Linked DNA regions of Mus musculus: regions 1 and 2 are each linked to region 3. The links are chromatin contacts, called in public promoter capture Hi-C maps. All regions are on one chromosome and are shown on one strand. The core of a region is the stretch at or near the end of the contact, and the rest is flanking DNA. Distances in the headings are between cores, read along the strand shown. Region 1 holds the start of Hoxa13 (homeobox A13). Region 2 holds the start of Evx1os (even skipped homeotic gene 1, opposite strand). Region 3 holds the start of Jazf1 (JAZF zinc finger 1).

Region 1 (5,101 bases), core at 2,074-4,573, 810 kb before region 3:
ACAAACCTGCTTGTTTAGTTTTTGTGCAGTTCAAGTTCCGCGTAGAAAAGTAACTCGGAGTGTTTCCTTCAGATTTTAATGGCAGTGATTATTTCATTAACAGAGCTAATACCACTATCTACAGATCTAATTTTTCATTTTTAGTGGAAGTATTTAAAAAGCAGGTGCACAAATACATTTTCACAGTGTGCTGAATGTCTTTATTTACAAGATAGCATTTACAGTGAATATGAACAGAACGAATGTGTGAACTGAAATTACTGCTTGATTTAAAATGTGCTGTGACGATGAGTCCCTAAACTTTCTACTGCAGTCTCCTAACACAGTAAACAAGAAAAAAAAAATACTAATCCTTTAGTAAATTAAAATATAGAATGCAGACATCTAAATATTTTGGGAGAACGGGTTTCCATTTTGAGGTTTTTTTTTCTAAGTAAAAAAGGAAAATGATGTCCCTAGCAAAATGTTTAACAAGTATTGGAAAATGCCAATTTAAAAAATTTAAAGAAAGAGTATGTTTTAGGAGAAATCCATACTAGGGTGGGACCTTCCAGGAGAAGGGGCATAAAGTGAATTCTTCGTATTATTTGGTGAGATTTAAACACTTCAAAAATTACAACAAATCCTGTGGAAAAATCCTTTGACAGTGTTGGTTAATCCACCATGTTTGTTGTAAGCAATTGAAAGGTATTTCCAGAAGCTCCTTACCCACCCAGGGTTCTCTTGTAACCTCAAGGGTTTAGCTGGCCAGATTTACTATCAAAACAATAGATCCTTGGATGAGCGTTCTCTCTCCTCTCATCTCCCTTTTTAGCAATAGTTCAAATAAACAATTCAGTGCCTTTCCCCCTTCTAAGCCTCTACCTGAAACATTTCCAGAAGGAACAATGGCAGGGATTTCAATAAGGTTTACCTGAGCAGGCACTTAACATGCAAAGGGGAGGGTGCTGGACCAGCTGCGTGGAAACAGCCTTTGTTTCTGTAACCAGTTTTCAGATTACCATCTAACACAGTGTCCTAAAATATAATGGTCACATAAATACTTACAAGATTTGAGAAAATTCATAATTTATCTGAAATTGTGTGTTTTAGGGGCTGATGAGTTGACTCTAGAGTTTGTCACTTAACGCTGTGGTGGGGTTGTCGGGAAACCTGGCAGTCTTTACCATTCCTTAAGGTTTTGTTTTAATTGTAGATTCCATGGAAGAGAGAGTCCCCTTAGGAGAGCAAACGTCAGCGTCTCTCTATCCAATTCTTCAGTTAGTATGATGCATTATTATTATCTGGGCAAAGAAACAAATCCTTAAGCGTTTCTTCAAGCTGCCCTCTGCTCCACCTTTTAATCCATTAACTAGTGGTCTTGAGTTTATTGATGACTTTTTTCTCTTTGACCCTCCTGTTCTGGAACCAGATTGTGACCTGCCTCTCAGAGAGGTTTGTCGTGGCTGATATCCTCCTCCGTTTGTCCTTGGTAATGAATTTGTTCGTAGCGTATTCCCGTTCGAGTTCTTTCAACTGCACCTTAGTGTAAGGCACGCGCTTCTTTCTCCCCCTCCTATAGGAGCTGGCGTCTGAAGGATGGGAGACGACGTCTGTAAGATAAGGAAGAAGGCAAGTTACTCTGGGAGCCGACCTGAGCCAGAACACAGGCGACAGCTCAATGTGAACTGCCGGCCTTGCAATGCCTGATTGCTCTTTGCCACGAATGCTGTACAATCCAGCCTTCTGCCAAAGCCTGGAGCGTTAGTAGGGGGGTATGGTTAGTTGTGTACTGAAATGAAATCGCCCAGAGTTCCAGTGACCACCCCAATCCGGTCATTCTGCATGTACAGCGGTCCACACCTTAGCACTCAACAGGGTTCAACACTTCTTTCTGTAGAGCTCGGCTCCTCTCAGCTTGCCCCAAGTCCCAACATTCTATGCTTCTCCAACGAAGCCTTTTTTTTCAGAGAACCATCAGGGACAATTTGGTGAGCTCAAAATCGAGTCTATTTCCCATCTTGGAGTCAATGTCAAGGGCTTGGGAGGGTGGGGCACCCAGAGAGAAAGGGGCTGCCGGAGTTGGAACCCACAAGCTTCCTCCCAGCTACCCTTTACCAAAGGAGGGCCCGGGGACCGGCTCGACTTAGGGCAGGGCGGACGGACAGCGCCAGCCAGCCGGGGCCAGGCTCCCAGGGGTGCAGAATTGCTAAGGCAAGCCAGGCCAGGGAGAATGCGGGGGGGGGGGGGGGTTAGTGACCCTGGGGCACGAGCCGAGGAGAAGCTGAAAAGCTGGAAGACCCGGGCTGGAAAGGGGGCGCCATTTACCGGGCAGAGTGGACTTCCAGAGGTGGGGAGGCTGCGTCTGCTCTTTGGGGCAGTACATTTGGCCGTTCCAGCCGTTGGGCAGAGCCCAGGGCTGATAGCTTTCCATGGGAAGCCCCAGAGGCTCGTGGCGCGACTCGCCAGGACCCCCGAGCCCCGGAACTACTGGCATATCCAGGTAGCCGGGCACGGGCTGGTGATGGTGGTAAGGCCCGGCTGCGTAGCCCTGATGGTAGAAAGCAAACTCCTTGGCGCGGGAGCTGAACTCCTCGGCCGCGGGGCCGGCGGTGTCCATGTACTTGTCGGCGAAGGCGGCGGCGGCCGAAGCAGGCTGCGCGCACGACTTGATGGCGTTGGGGTGCGGGCCCATGCGGGCGCACGGGTAGTAGCCGCTGCCGAAGTAGCCGTAGGGCAGCGCCGCGGGCCCCGACGAGCTCTGTGCCGCCGCCGAGCAGGGACTGCACTGCTTGGCGGCCTCGGCACCCGCGGGCCCCGCCGGCCCGGGCCCTCCCGACGACGACGCGGCAGCCGCGGCGGCGGCGGCAGCAGCGGCGGCGGCGGCGGCGGCGGCGGCGGACGGGGGCGCCTCCCCCGGGGCGCTGCTGTACGCGGCCGCGGCGCCGGGCGCCAGGGGTGCGGGATGCGCCATCAGGTTGCGGCACTGGTTGGCCGCGGCGGCGGGCGGCGGCGCCGCTGCGGCCACCGAGAAGTTGCCCCCCGCGGCCGCGGCAGCCGGGTGGGGGAAGCCCCCGCCCCCAGCTCCCGCCGCCGCCGCCGGCCGCCGCCCGTGCCGCCGCCGCCGCCCCTTCCATGTTCTTGTTGAGCTCGTCGGCCACCAGGCCGCCGCCGTTGTCGTAGAGAAACATGACGGTGGGCTCGATCCAGCGGGGGTGGAGGAGCACGGAGGCTGTCATAGCCCGAGCCGCATGGAGAAGACCCCAGTGGCGCTGTTTTAAAAAGCCCCCAAGAAGTGAAGAGCGCGGCGCGCGGGGCCGGGGCCCGAGCGAGGGGGGCGGGTCGCGCCCTGCGGGGTCGCGCCAGGCGGCCGCCCATTGGCCCGCCCCCGGCCCGCCCCCGGCGTATGCAAAGCGGGAGGCTCCGGCTCGGCTCCGCGCTGGGCCCGCCGTCCCCGCCGCCGCCCGCGCGGTCCTCTGCGCCAGCTCTAGCTCCCGCCGCGCGGCCGCGCAGCAGTCACCCACGGAGGAGGCGGGGGTGGGTGGGGGGGAGAAACTAGGGCGGGTGGGGCTGGGAACACAGGGACCCCGATCCCTTCCCGGGTTTCGCGCGGAGGTTGGGAGGGGCAGTGAGCGGCTGCGGTTGGGGTGCGACCTGAGGTCGTGGGGACAAGTCAGGTAAATTCTCCAGTGGCCAGGAATGAGGGTTTGCCTTGGCCTTGGACTGGCCCAGGATGTCCTGGCATGTTTTAGGGACCTCTGGGGCTGTTTTCTTTCCAGGGATGGATACATCTTTCTGCAGCTAGACCCTCCCAAGGATGTGGGAGCTTTCGCCTGGCCGAGATTGCACTCCCCACCCCCCCCTGGGGAACAAGGGCGTTTGTTTCCTGTTGGTTCCAGGAGAAGTCTGGAGCAAGGGTCCCAGGACATTTCTCTGGGAAGTTTGGGCTGCATTTGGGAGCTCCCTTCCCTGTTCTCAGGCTCTAGAGGACAATTTCAATTAGGCCTAAGGACTCAGAAGATCAGAACAACTAATTGTATCTCCTACACTCATCACACACGCGAGCGCAAATATTCGCGCGCGCGCACACACACACACACACACACACACACACACACACACACACACAGAGAGAGAGAGAGAGAGAGAGAGAGAGAGAGAGAGAGAGAGAGAGAGAGAGAGAGAGATGCATACTGCCACATTGTCCAACTTGTATATACAGCTCGCTATTCATTCCGATGCAGCAGCTATTCTCTCTGGTCCGCAGAGGATTTCAGATGAAGAAAGCACCATTCACTCACACTCCTGTCTCAGGAGTCCGGCTGCCTTTTCCTGAAGGGGTTTAAGAGGAACAGGCCCCAGCTGGGCTGCTGGCTGGAACTCCAGCCACGGTTCTGGGACTTCCTACAAGTCACTCCATAGATCCTGAGTTGGACACTTCAGACACCTGGCAATCCACTGTTGCATTCCGTTTTGGGGAAAGAGAAAAAGGCTCTTTGGGATCCTTTCATGGTTTTTCTCCTAATAGGGGCTCAGCCTGTAGTGGGTTCAAGGTGCCGGGGTTCAGCTGATGAGTTCCTCTGTACCTTGAGCTTGGTGGGGTGTTTGTATTGGGAGAGCAACGTTTGGATGCAGTGTTTTGATAAAGGATTCTGGGGACCCTGCCTCCTTAGGACTACATGCATTTCTGGTTGTGCAAGTGTGAACTGGTCAGACATCCAGAGGGGAACAAATGGTCAAAGTGAAAGTGGTGCGTTCTGGAAAATATAGACTGGGAAGAGTTCTGTACTATCTTTGCTCAAATGCTCTGGTAGGCAGCCAGGCTTGGACCTGTTCTCTAGTCCTAGCTTGTAGACTTAGCCCTAAGCTAGAGCATCAGACATACCACCCAATTCATCTGCTGCTCTGTAAGCCCCCTGGGCTTCTGGTAAGATTGGGACCAGTAAGGCGAGGCTCAGGCTTTTATCTGCCCGGATCCTGGGTTTGTTCTGACTAATGTTAAGTGTCGCCCAATAAAACCTTCCCTGATCCCCACACCCAATTCTCCCCCACACCCAGGGAGTCCTTTCTCTCCTGACTTTAGCGGTCCTGGGTAAATATTGATTTGCCCCGAGTTTACCTT
Region 2 (4,781 bases), core at 712-3,211, 750 kb before region 3:
TCGAATTTTAGCCAGGTGATCTGGGTGGGGAGAGATTTTTCTTCTTCTTCTAAAATCGAGGAACACTGTGTTAGCACACAAGGCCGGTTCTCAAAGGGGAAAACGATATCTTTTGGCTGTTAGGGGATGAAAATAAAGTTTGGTTCTTAGGAGGGAGACAGATGGGGTTGGGGAGATGAGGGAGGAACGGGTACTTTAGGCTCAAGCTCCCCAGACAACTGAGGTGGAGGGTACCTTTTCAGTAGCTGGTTAAAAAAAAAAAAAAAAAAAAAAAGACAAGCGGTTGTATTAATACTCAGAAAACCTGGGTTTGTAAACAGCTTCCAAAGAGTAGCTATGGATTCTTTCATTAGTATTAGATCTAGACACCAGGTTAAGAAAACAGAAGTCAAAACAACAATAAAATAAAATTTCAAAAGCATTTTTCAATTACCAAGTCCTGTTGCCCCTGTGGAACTCGCTGCGCGCCTTAAGCGCTCCCTTTTCTGTGTGCGGAATTCCATTTGCATCCTCTGTGTCTGGGTGTCTCCCTTTCCCAGTGTGTGTGTCTCTCTGTTTTCACACTCTCCTCCCCATTCGAGCGAGGCCCACACCTGGCGCATCACTGCCGAGCCATTAGCTGCGGGTCTCCTTTCATCTTCACTGTGGCAGACGTTTCTATTTATCCACTTGCGTTCGCCGAGTGGCGTCACCAGCGGTACTGTAATGACGATTGCAGCAGGAGGATGACAGCTTAGAAAGAAGAGGGCAATGGGGCTTCCTCCCAGAGGCGGTGCGGCACAGAGGAGCGCTCGCATCACAAGGTGACCCTAGCTCCCCACTGCCATCTCCGCGGTCGCCGTCGACACGGCGCTGGGGCTACCCGGCGCCTGCCTTGTCGCCTTAGCTCCTCTTCTCAGCCAAGATCCCAGGGAGCCTGGGATTAGGAGCTTACTTGGGGGTTTTCCCCCTCCCCCCCTCTGGAGAGTCCGGGGATGGAGAGCCGAAAGGACATGGTTATGTTTCTGGATGGGGGTCAGCTTGGCACTCTGGTTGGTAAGAGGGTCTCTAATTTGTCCGAAGCCGTGAGCAGCCCGCTGCCTGAACCGCCAGAGAAGATGGTGCCCCACGGTTGCCTGAGCCCGCGAGCCGGCCCTCCGACTTCCCGGGAGCGTGGCGGGGGAGGCCAGGAGGAGGAGCCGGTCGATGGACTAGCAGGCAGTGCTGCAGGGCTGGGCGCCGAGCCACGGTCTGCTGGAGCGGCCATGCTTGGCCCGGGACCCCCAGTCCCCTCCGCGGACAGCCTCTCTGGCCAAGGGCAACCTAGTAGCTCAGACACCGAATCGGATTTCTATGAAGAAATCGAGGTGAGCTGCACCCCAGACTGCGCCACCGGGAACGCCGAGTACCAGCACAGCAAAGGTAGCCACCTTGCCCCTCCGCTCCCCGGTCCGCCCACTCCACCCACAGTTCCCTTCATCTCAGGCCAGGTGCAAGATGCTCCTTTCCCTTGGGGCAGGATGGCTGGGGGTTGGGTGAGTGGGGCGGGGGCACCTGAACAACTCTTTTGCTCTCTGCACCTTAGTGTGTGTGAGGGCTCTCGTGTTATCCCATTAGAGTGACAGTTGTGCCTGGACGAATGTCAGCGTTGGCACAAGTCTTGACTTGAGGGGTCCAAAACGCACCCCAACCTCCCAACCCCCGAGTTTTGTGGGAATGATTCAGCTAAGACGGAAAGACACATCCGTCGGGTAGGGCAAGATCAAACGGTTGTCCGGGCAGTTTGACTGGAGGGGAGCAAGGCACAAGGAGGCGCGGAAGCCCGGAGAATATAAAGGACCGTAAAATCGTGGCGGACTCTGGTCTCCGGAGGGCTGCAGCCCTCCGACCAGTTTGCACGTCGGTCAGAGGTCCAAATTACCTTGTCACTTCCCGGGCTGGCGGCGCCAGGTCGGAAATGGTCCCAATGGTCTAATTGCCTTTGGTCTCCGGTTGCATTTGAAAAGGCGGGGATTGGGCCCTCCCCCTCCCTCTTTCCCTCAGTCTCACTTCTCCACCCAAAGGAAAAGCAGCTGCAGGGGGGCTGGAGCCCCACCCTCCTCTGGGGTGGGTCTAAGGGGTTGGTACTTTAATTACACTGCTCCTTCTCACCAGGGGCTAATGGGAGTGGGGGTGGATAGCTCAGAAGGGAGTCTCTCTATACCAACAATATCCACTCCTAGGAATGAAAGACTGGAAGCCCATCAGCAGACACACCTCCACAAAACCATGGGAATGGGTGGGAAAGGCTTGCCTCTACCTCTAGGCCTAGGCAGCCAACACCACCTTGTTAAGTATCCACCTCCATCTCCTATCATCTTATCATCTATCTAACCCAGCTTCTCTACCATACCATGTCCTCACAACCCATACTCAAAATATACCACTCCTGCAATAGGTGCAACCCAACACACATCCCCACACCTGGTACTGGCATACTGGTGCACACACACACAAGATCGAGGAAGCTCACTGTATGTCCAACAAGCTACAATACATTAACCTCAAGAATTCAGTGTTCCGGCACATCCTTACCCATCCCTACCAACACAAGCAGAGAGTTCAGGGGATATGCCCTTTGCTGCACCCAGGGGCAAGCGGAAGGGAAGCCTTTAGACCCAGTATGCCTTAGGTCCAGGTCTTCCAAACAGCCACTTTAAGCCTGCCCCAAACCTTTTCTGTGTCAAGACCTCTCCGGTGAAGCTTCCAGAGCCCCAGCAGAATCAGTGACTGAGGAAGCTAAGGGGTTCTCCTTCTAATGCCCCTCCTCCAGCCTGAAGTCAGCATTTGTTTGTGTATTTGTGTTGTGTCTCTGTATGTGCACCTGTGTGCTCTGGGCTCCTGTGCAGCGCCAGGCTCCGATGCTCTGGGTAGCAGTCCTACCAGTGGCAGCGAGGCCCCCAAGAGTAACGGTGGCAGCGGCGGCAGCGGCTCTCAAGGCACCCTGGCCTGCAGCGCCAGTGACCAGATGCGCCGATACCGCACGGCCTTTACCCGGGAGCAGATTGCAAGGCTGGAGAAAGAGTTCTACAGGGAGAACTACGTTTCAAGACCGCGGAGATGCGAACTGGCAGCAGCCTTAAACCTTCCTGAAACTACCATCAAGGTAGGCTGGGCTAGGATCCTCGAGGTGGCTATGTACCTAGGTTAGTAGGAAGGAGATGTCAACGGTCTACTGCAGCTGAATCGTCTGGGCCTGGACTCTCCAATCTGGTACACTCAGAATTTCCCTCTGACAGTCCATAGTCAGCCACTGCTGCCAAGATTCCCGTCCTTTTCCTAGGCAAACAGACTACGGAGACAGGTGACTGCAAGTGACAGTGTCCCCAAAGAACAGGGAGCCCTAAATCTATGGGAAAATGTCTTTTGCCTCCCCAGATCCATTGAGGCAGGCCTTCCTCTTAGTACCCTCACTCCAGCTTGTGATGCTAAGCCCGGTGGGCAGGCTGAGCGGCTGCCCAGTCCTGCTCCCGAGGGTTTCCATCTGGGTTGGTGGCCTGCCCTTGTCAGCTGGAGTTGCTTTTGACTCTCCCCCCACTCCCCAGCCCCCCTCACTGCGAGCATGGCCCTCGCACCCCACCCACCCCCAGCCATGGGCCTGGGCCTGGCGCAGCCCTCCAAGGCGCTCCTCTTCCTCTCCTCAGGTGTGGTTTCAGAACCGGCGCATGAAGGACAAGCGTCAGCGGCTGGCCATGACGTGGCCGCACCCGGCCGACCCTGCCTTCTACACCTACATGATGAGCCACGCGGCGGCCGCGGGCGGCCTGCCCTACCCCTTCCCGTCGCACCTGCCCCTGCCCTACTACTCGCCCGTGGGCCTGGGCGCCGCGTCCGCCGCCTCGGCCGCCGCCTCGCCCTTCAGCGGCCCCCTGCGCCCGCTCGACACCTTCCGCGTGCTCTCGCAGCCCTACCCACGGCCCGAACTGCTGTGCGCCTTCCGCCACCCGCCGCTCTATCCCGGCCCGGCGCACGGACTCGGCGCCTCGGCCGCCGCCGCCGCTGCCGCCGGGCCCTGCTCCTGCCTCGCCTGCCACAGCGGCCCGGCCAACGGGCTGGCGCCCAGGGCCGCCGCCGCTGCCGCCGCCTCAGACTTCACTTGTGCCTCCACCTCCCGCTCGGACTCCTTCCTCACGTTCGCCCCCTCTGTGCTCAGCAAGGCCTCCTCCGTGGCGGCGTTGGACCAGAGAGAGGAGGTGCCCCTCACCAGATAAGGGGGCGCCCTCGGGGCTGCCGACTGCAGGATGGACGTCGTGGGGTGGAGGTCGGGGGAGCCTTCGGGGCTCCTCCAGCATCCCACCTGTCACCTCTCTTCTCAGATGCACAGGGGAAAGGAGGTGGAGGTGGGGGGGGGGACACCATAAAGGACTCCGCCTAGAGGATCCAGGAGCCCCAGAAGCGACATTGGCTGCTTAGGAGCAGGAATGGGGTGGGAAAGCGTCCCCTGGGGTGGCCAGGCCTTGCCATTCTCCACCGAAACCACCACTCTATCAGAGGTCGAGGCCTTGGTTCAACAGCTACCCGGGAACAACCCACTCCCAAGCCCCTCGTACCCTTCAACTGGGCCCCCACTCTCCTGTCAAGGGCAAGAGCTGCGAAGGGAACTCGCTGTTTCTTGGAACAAAATGCTGTGTATGCAGAGCAGGTAGAAATTAATCTTCACCAGCTTTTCCAACGCATGGCAGGGGGCTTGTTGATGGCAACATCCCAGCCATTTAGGGGAGAGATGATTTACTGCTAGGGAGATGCTTGCCACTTGGCGAGGA
Region 3 (5,070 bases), core at 1,503-4,002:
TAAGCGCATATATATATGTGTGTGTGTGTGTGTGTGTGTGTGTGTGTGTGTGTGTATGTGTGTATATATGTACATACACATATATACATACACATACATAAATCTATACATACATACACATATATACATATACGTACATACACATACACATAAATCTATCTATATATATATATATGAGAAAGACTGCCACTCACAACTTAACGTGGGTAATCTGAGTGATAAACAATAGTAATAATGAAAACTACGGATTTTGAAAAGTCTGTCAGTGCTTTTGACTAGAGATTAAATGGTAACAATTCAAAAGGAGTCTAACCCTCTTACAGATATATAAGATACTAAATAAGACCCTTGAATAAAACTAAAATAACATATACATCTTAGGTCTCTTCATGAATCTTTAATGGGGCCACTAGCTGATTAAAACATTAAATCAGTGAACCAACCATTTACAAAAAAACAAACAAACAAACAAACAAAACCCCTCATTATCTCATGTATAGAGCTTATCGTATATCACGTGTAGAGCAAATGACAATAAATAATAAAATGTAGAGCTTTCATGAGTACTTCTGTATGTTGACTCTTGCTTCTTTATCTAAAGTGTATTTATACAGCACCAGCTAGGCCAAACGTTCTTCTTCATGAGCTCCAATCCTATCTCTTTCTGCATGGCCCGCTGTCCTGTGAAGGCCTCTTCTCATCTGAGGCACACAGCAGTTCCAGTCAGCCTCTTCAAGCTTTGGGTTCAAGTGTTTGTTCATTTTAACATCTATTTTTCAAAAACTTTGCTGGAACAACTATTTCCCAAGTATAATAACTGTTAGCCTTGCCAAAACAATTTAAACTTCTTTTTCAATCCTCTCACCATTGAAAGAAAATAATTAGACCTTTGGGAGTAAGATATCATCACTTAAAAGTTTAGCTTTAGAAAATTCATAAACCCTTGACCCTCTTTAAAGATAGCTGCACAATACTGGGAAAACTTTGCCAACTCAAAATAAGAGGCTTATGATTTACCAATGCTAGTCTAAATCATCTGGCTCCAAGTTAACTCGTAAGAAATAATTGTGTTTAATTCATGTTAAAACTAAATTATCTTTCAATCAGCAGGTAGTCCCAAGTTAAGAAAGTTAACCAGATAAAAGTATTACTCATTCAACTTACATAAATTAACTGATGAAATGGATGGAACTTGGGATAACTGTTTTCTGTTATCATTTCTGTTTAGTTTAATAAGTAAGGGGAGTCCAGTGAGGAACTGGGAAAACTCGTCTTGAAACTGCATCACTACAGTTTAAGCCATGATGAGAAACTTTATACCTGGAGCACTTTTAGCTATGACTACTCAGTCACGATATGATTCAGCAGCTTTGCTACTCTATTAAACCGCTTTTCAGACCACCAATACTTGAGAGCATAGGTTCTTTACCTCACCTTTATCAGAAGACATGGGGAAAACTATTAAGGAGATACTTTGAAACTTTGAAAAATTTCAAAGCTTGACAATTACTCATCAGATTTCTGTTTTCAAAGGCATTCTGCAGACAGTTTCCATGATTAGCTCCCATTCTGGATGGCCCAGCAAATCCCGCTCTAAACTGGCACTTAGCGCGTATTAAGCGCCCACTGTGTGCAAGGAGAAAGCATTCTACAAAGCAAAGGGGCATGAGGCTCTGCCTCATTTTATTCGTGCATAAATGCACAGCAGTCGTGATTTACTCTCTCAACTTTGCAGAAACGTGAGCTGCATCCACATGGTCGAATCCATGTCATTCATTTGGTCTTCTCGAAGCAATTCACAGGTAGCCTCACCCAGGGAACCGGCTGCCCTCTTCACCCACCAGGCCACTCCGGGGAGCGGCCACACCTTCTGCAGGTGGCTGGGTCTTCTGAGCCAGAAGCACCAGACCCATCTCCCTCCGCAGGGGTGGGGATGAGCGTGCAAATGTGATGCAAGGACTTCCGTGGGGCGCAGGACTTAGGAGGTCCCTGGGTCCCGGGAGACACAACCGGCCCCGCGGGGCGCCCCTCCCCCGCGTCCCCGCGCCCGCGCCGCGCAGGCCCCGCGGGGACCGGCGCACCTCCGGCCTAGCCGCAACGCGGGCGCCGCGACACGCCCGCCCGCCGCCCGCGGGCTCCCCTCTGCTACCGGGGCCTCGGGGCGCTCCGGCCAGGGATGGGCGCGGCCCGCAGCCGCCCGAACCGCAGCCGCCGCGCCAGGCCGGGCCCCGCGCCCGCGCCGCTCAGAGCACGCAGCGCCCCGCGCCCCGCGCCCGCCGCCGCCGCCGCCGCGGCCCCCTCCCGCCGCGCCACACCTAGCAACCGGCGCTGACAGGACGCAGGCGGGGGAGGAAGCGGAATGGCTGCCGCCGCGGCGCCTCCCCGGCTCCCGCCAGCCTGACAGCTCGGGCCGGGCGGAAGCGGCGTGCGGCACCCGCCCCCCGCGGCCCGCGCCCGCCCTCACCCTGCGGCCGGCCATCCCCGCGCCCCGCGGCCCTCCACGCCCGCACCTTCTCGGGCGCCCGGCCCGCGCCACCCCGGGGCTCGCCCGCCGCCCGACCCCCGCCCACCCGGGCCTCACCGATGTGGTTGTCCTCGATGTGCTCGATGAGGTCGGCCAGCGTGGGGAAGTGGAGTCCGCAGCCCCCGAAGCGGCAGGTGTTGGAGAAGAAGGAGGCGGCGGCGATGCCTGTCATGGTGCTACATCGAGAGCCCCCCGGAGTCGGCTCTGCGAGCGCCGCGCGCGCGGAGGCGGAGGGAGGGGCCGGGGAGGGGGCAGGCGCGGGGAGGGCAGCGCGAGCCCGGGACGGAGGAGAGGGGGCGCGAGGTGGAGCGCAGCGCCGAGCCTCCGGGAGGCAGCGGGAGGCGGCGGGAGCTCGGGGGAGGGGGCGGGGAGGACTCGGCGGCTGGGAGGAGGGAGCAGGCGCGCGCCTGCAGCTGTGCGGGCCCCAACCTCCGCGACCCAGGCCTCACCTGGCAGCTCCCGCCTCCAACTTTACGTCCCTGGGCCTGCCCTTTCGCCCTGTGAGGTGCCTGCAGTCCGCTTGGAGCCTCCCTTGGTTATGCGCGCTACATTCTTAATAGATACACATCTATTAATTACACATGCTTTTCACCCCAGAGGAGCACTCAGGGAGTTACCCAGCCCTCTTAGGGACATTTGTTTGCACTTGGCCACCTGTCTAGGTGTGACGATGGTATTCACTAGGGACCCAGGAAAGGTAATTGTGTGCACCTTGTTCTTTAAACTTTCTCATTTAAAAAAAAAAATTAAAAAGTCCGTATTCTCTGGAGGTTAGTAGGAACTAATTGATTTTAATGAAGCTTTCCCCCTAGGCCAGAAGAAAAATCTTAGCTTTATTTAAATTTCAAAATAGAGCGCTTGGTTGTCAAGTGCATTTGACTGTGTTTTACATATGTATCACGTTTGTTCTCCCTGATTCTTCTGAGAAAACAAAAATCTCAATTTCTTTACCCCAAATTCCCGCACCTCCTGAACCCCGTGTTGTGGCTCAGGTCTGGCAGTGCTGCTCCAAAGACGAAAGGGGCAAGTGTAGAGGTTTGGAAATGAAAGTCAAAGCAAATTCGATTTTCACTTAAAAAGAAGATTTCACCAATCAGTTAGGATTATATCATCCTGTGAGCATTTAAGCCATACTGTTGACCAGATAGCCTCTTAAGAACCAGTTCTCTTCTGGTCTCCAACCGCAGTTGCAGTTACATTTTACCTACAAGGTGTATATTTTCTTCCAGGTGTTCAAGAAGCACCAGGAGATGTGCATGATTCGAGGGTGTAATTTTTAAAAAATTTATTCATGCATTCTGAATTTAGCATTTGTCTTTAGAACAATTTCATTTACCCGCTGGTGCATATACCTAGAAAAATAACAACCCTGTCTTTTTAAACTGCATATACCACTTGTGTTATCTCTAATATTAGGATTGTTAGGGCACTTCGTGTAAATGTAAATGCAGACATATGCAGTATTTCTGTCACCGGAGAAAATTTTCACAATCTCCCAGTCACAAAGGCTGAGGCTGAGTTCTCTCACCCATCGACATTTTTGTCTGGTCTGTCGCTTCTTTGAGCCTACAAGGTGACAAATTTGCCAAGGGGAGAGTTGAGTTGAGTATGGTTGGGGCAGCAGGTCATTAAAGTTCAGTTTGTTGCCAGAAATAATTTCCTGGGACCAAGTGAGGATGGGGGAAGGGCACCCAAGGGCTTGATAATGAGCCAGGGACCCGCTAGGCTGGAAGCTGGGGCCAGACAAGGGTCTAAAGAGCAGGAGGTAGAATTCTCCACCGTGAATTAGAATTTTGGCAACTGTGCAGTGTGCCCTGCTGCCCAGACAGGGAGGAAGGCCGTTAGCTGAGAGCAAGCAGGATATCTGGCAGATAGACTTCACGCCCAGTGACATGGAAATGCAATGAGAAAACTCCAGCCAAGAATGATGCCAGATCAGCCTCCTTAGAGATGCTAGGCACCCCAACTCTGCAGCAGCTGGGGGAGTGCCCCGAGCCTTGAGGTGACAATTCTGTTCTCAGGAGGAATGACTCTCTATGTGGAGTTATCAACTGCAGAGAGTGTAGGAGGCCCAGAGGTGGCTCAAGCAAGAGAACTCCTCCATGGAAAGGCCAGGAGAGTGTAAGGGAAAGGAGGAAGGAAGGGGGCTGGGAGCTATTAGTACATACCTCTTGGCTACCTTCAGTCCCTACCCTCTACTATTACAAAGTGTGCCTGCCAAAGTAAAAGCCTGGTCAGCCAAATTGAGCATATTGATTATTTTTAATGTGAAGAAGCAAAGTAACTATAAAAATGAATTATAATTTTCAAAGAGTTCAAATTATTTTGTGTGTCAAACCATTACATTTTGTGGGGAAAAAATCAGTATATTACTACAACTCAGCATAGAATTGGGGCTTGCTTAGTTGGCATCCTGCTCTTTTAATTGGCACACTTCTTTTCTCTTTTCGGTGTTTTAAAATCATCATCATTTACATCTTCAAGTCTACTGGTTTTGTATACACACCAAAGCAGCAATTGACAGGGACAAACCACAGGGTAACCAC

What was found. Promoter capture Hi-C pulls out the DNA fragments that hold promoters and counts their contacts. Capture Hi-C pulls out chosen DNA fragments and counts their contacts.
Region 1: a contact with region 3 is called in a promoter capture Hi-C map of pre-B cells, with 3 times the contacts expected there. The contact joins the promoter of Hoxa13 here to the promoter of Jazf1 in region 3. A contact is called at or near these places in 10 of 39 promoter capture datasets (the 3T3-L1 cell line, the C10 cell line, cranial neural crest and 5 more), 1 of 115 datasets of contacts at active chromatin or transcription factors (bone marrow-derived macrophages) and 2 of 9 other capture datasets (embryonic stem cells and liver).
Region 2: a contact with region 3 is called in a promoter capture Hi-C map of pancreatic islet. The contact joins the promoter of Evx1os here to the promoter of Jazf1 in region 3. A contact is called at or near these places in 1 of 39 promoter capture datasets (embryonic stem cells), 2 of 484 Hi-C or Micro-C datasets (both in embryonic stem cells), 1 of 115 datasets of contacts at active chromatin or transcription factors (bone marrow-derived macrophages) and 4 of 9 other capture datasets (embryonic stem cells, embryonic tail, liver and 1 more).

The regions. Positions count from the first base shown.
Region 1 is chr6:52,257,557-52,262,657 of GRCm38.p6, forward strand. Hoxa13 (homeobox A13) reads right to left here and starts at 3,324. Exons shown (of 5, transcript NM_008264.1): 1 at 3,081-3,324; 2 at 2,996-3,079; 3 at 2,986-2,993; 4 at 2,308-2,984; 5 at 1,297-1,592. The coding sequence starts at 3,218. The coding sequence ends at 1,348.
Region 2 is chr6:52,312,871-52,317,651 of GRCm38.p6, forward strand. Evx1os (even skipped homeotic gene 1, opposite strand) reads right to left here and starts at 1,962. Exons shown (of 4, transcript NR_038163.1): 1 at 1,901-1,962; 2 at 434-700. Evx1 (even-skipped homeobox 1) reads left to right here and starts at 628. Exons shown (of 3, transcript NM_007966.4): 1 at 628-1,401; 2 at 2,868-3,124; 3 at 3,663-4,781. The coding sequence starts at 975. The coding sequence ends at 4,229.
Region 3 is chr6:53,065,872-53,070,941 of GRCm38.p6, forward strand. It overlaps Jazf1 (JAZF zinc finger 1), which reads right to left and starts at 2,753. Exons shown (of 5, transcript NM_173406.3): 1 at 2,582-2,753. The coding sequence starts at 2,696. Gm33097 (a long non-coding RNA gene) reads right to left here and starts at 2,124. Exons shown (of 2, transcript XR_377680.3): 1 at 1-2,124.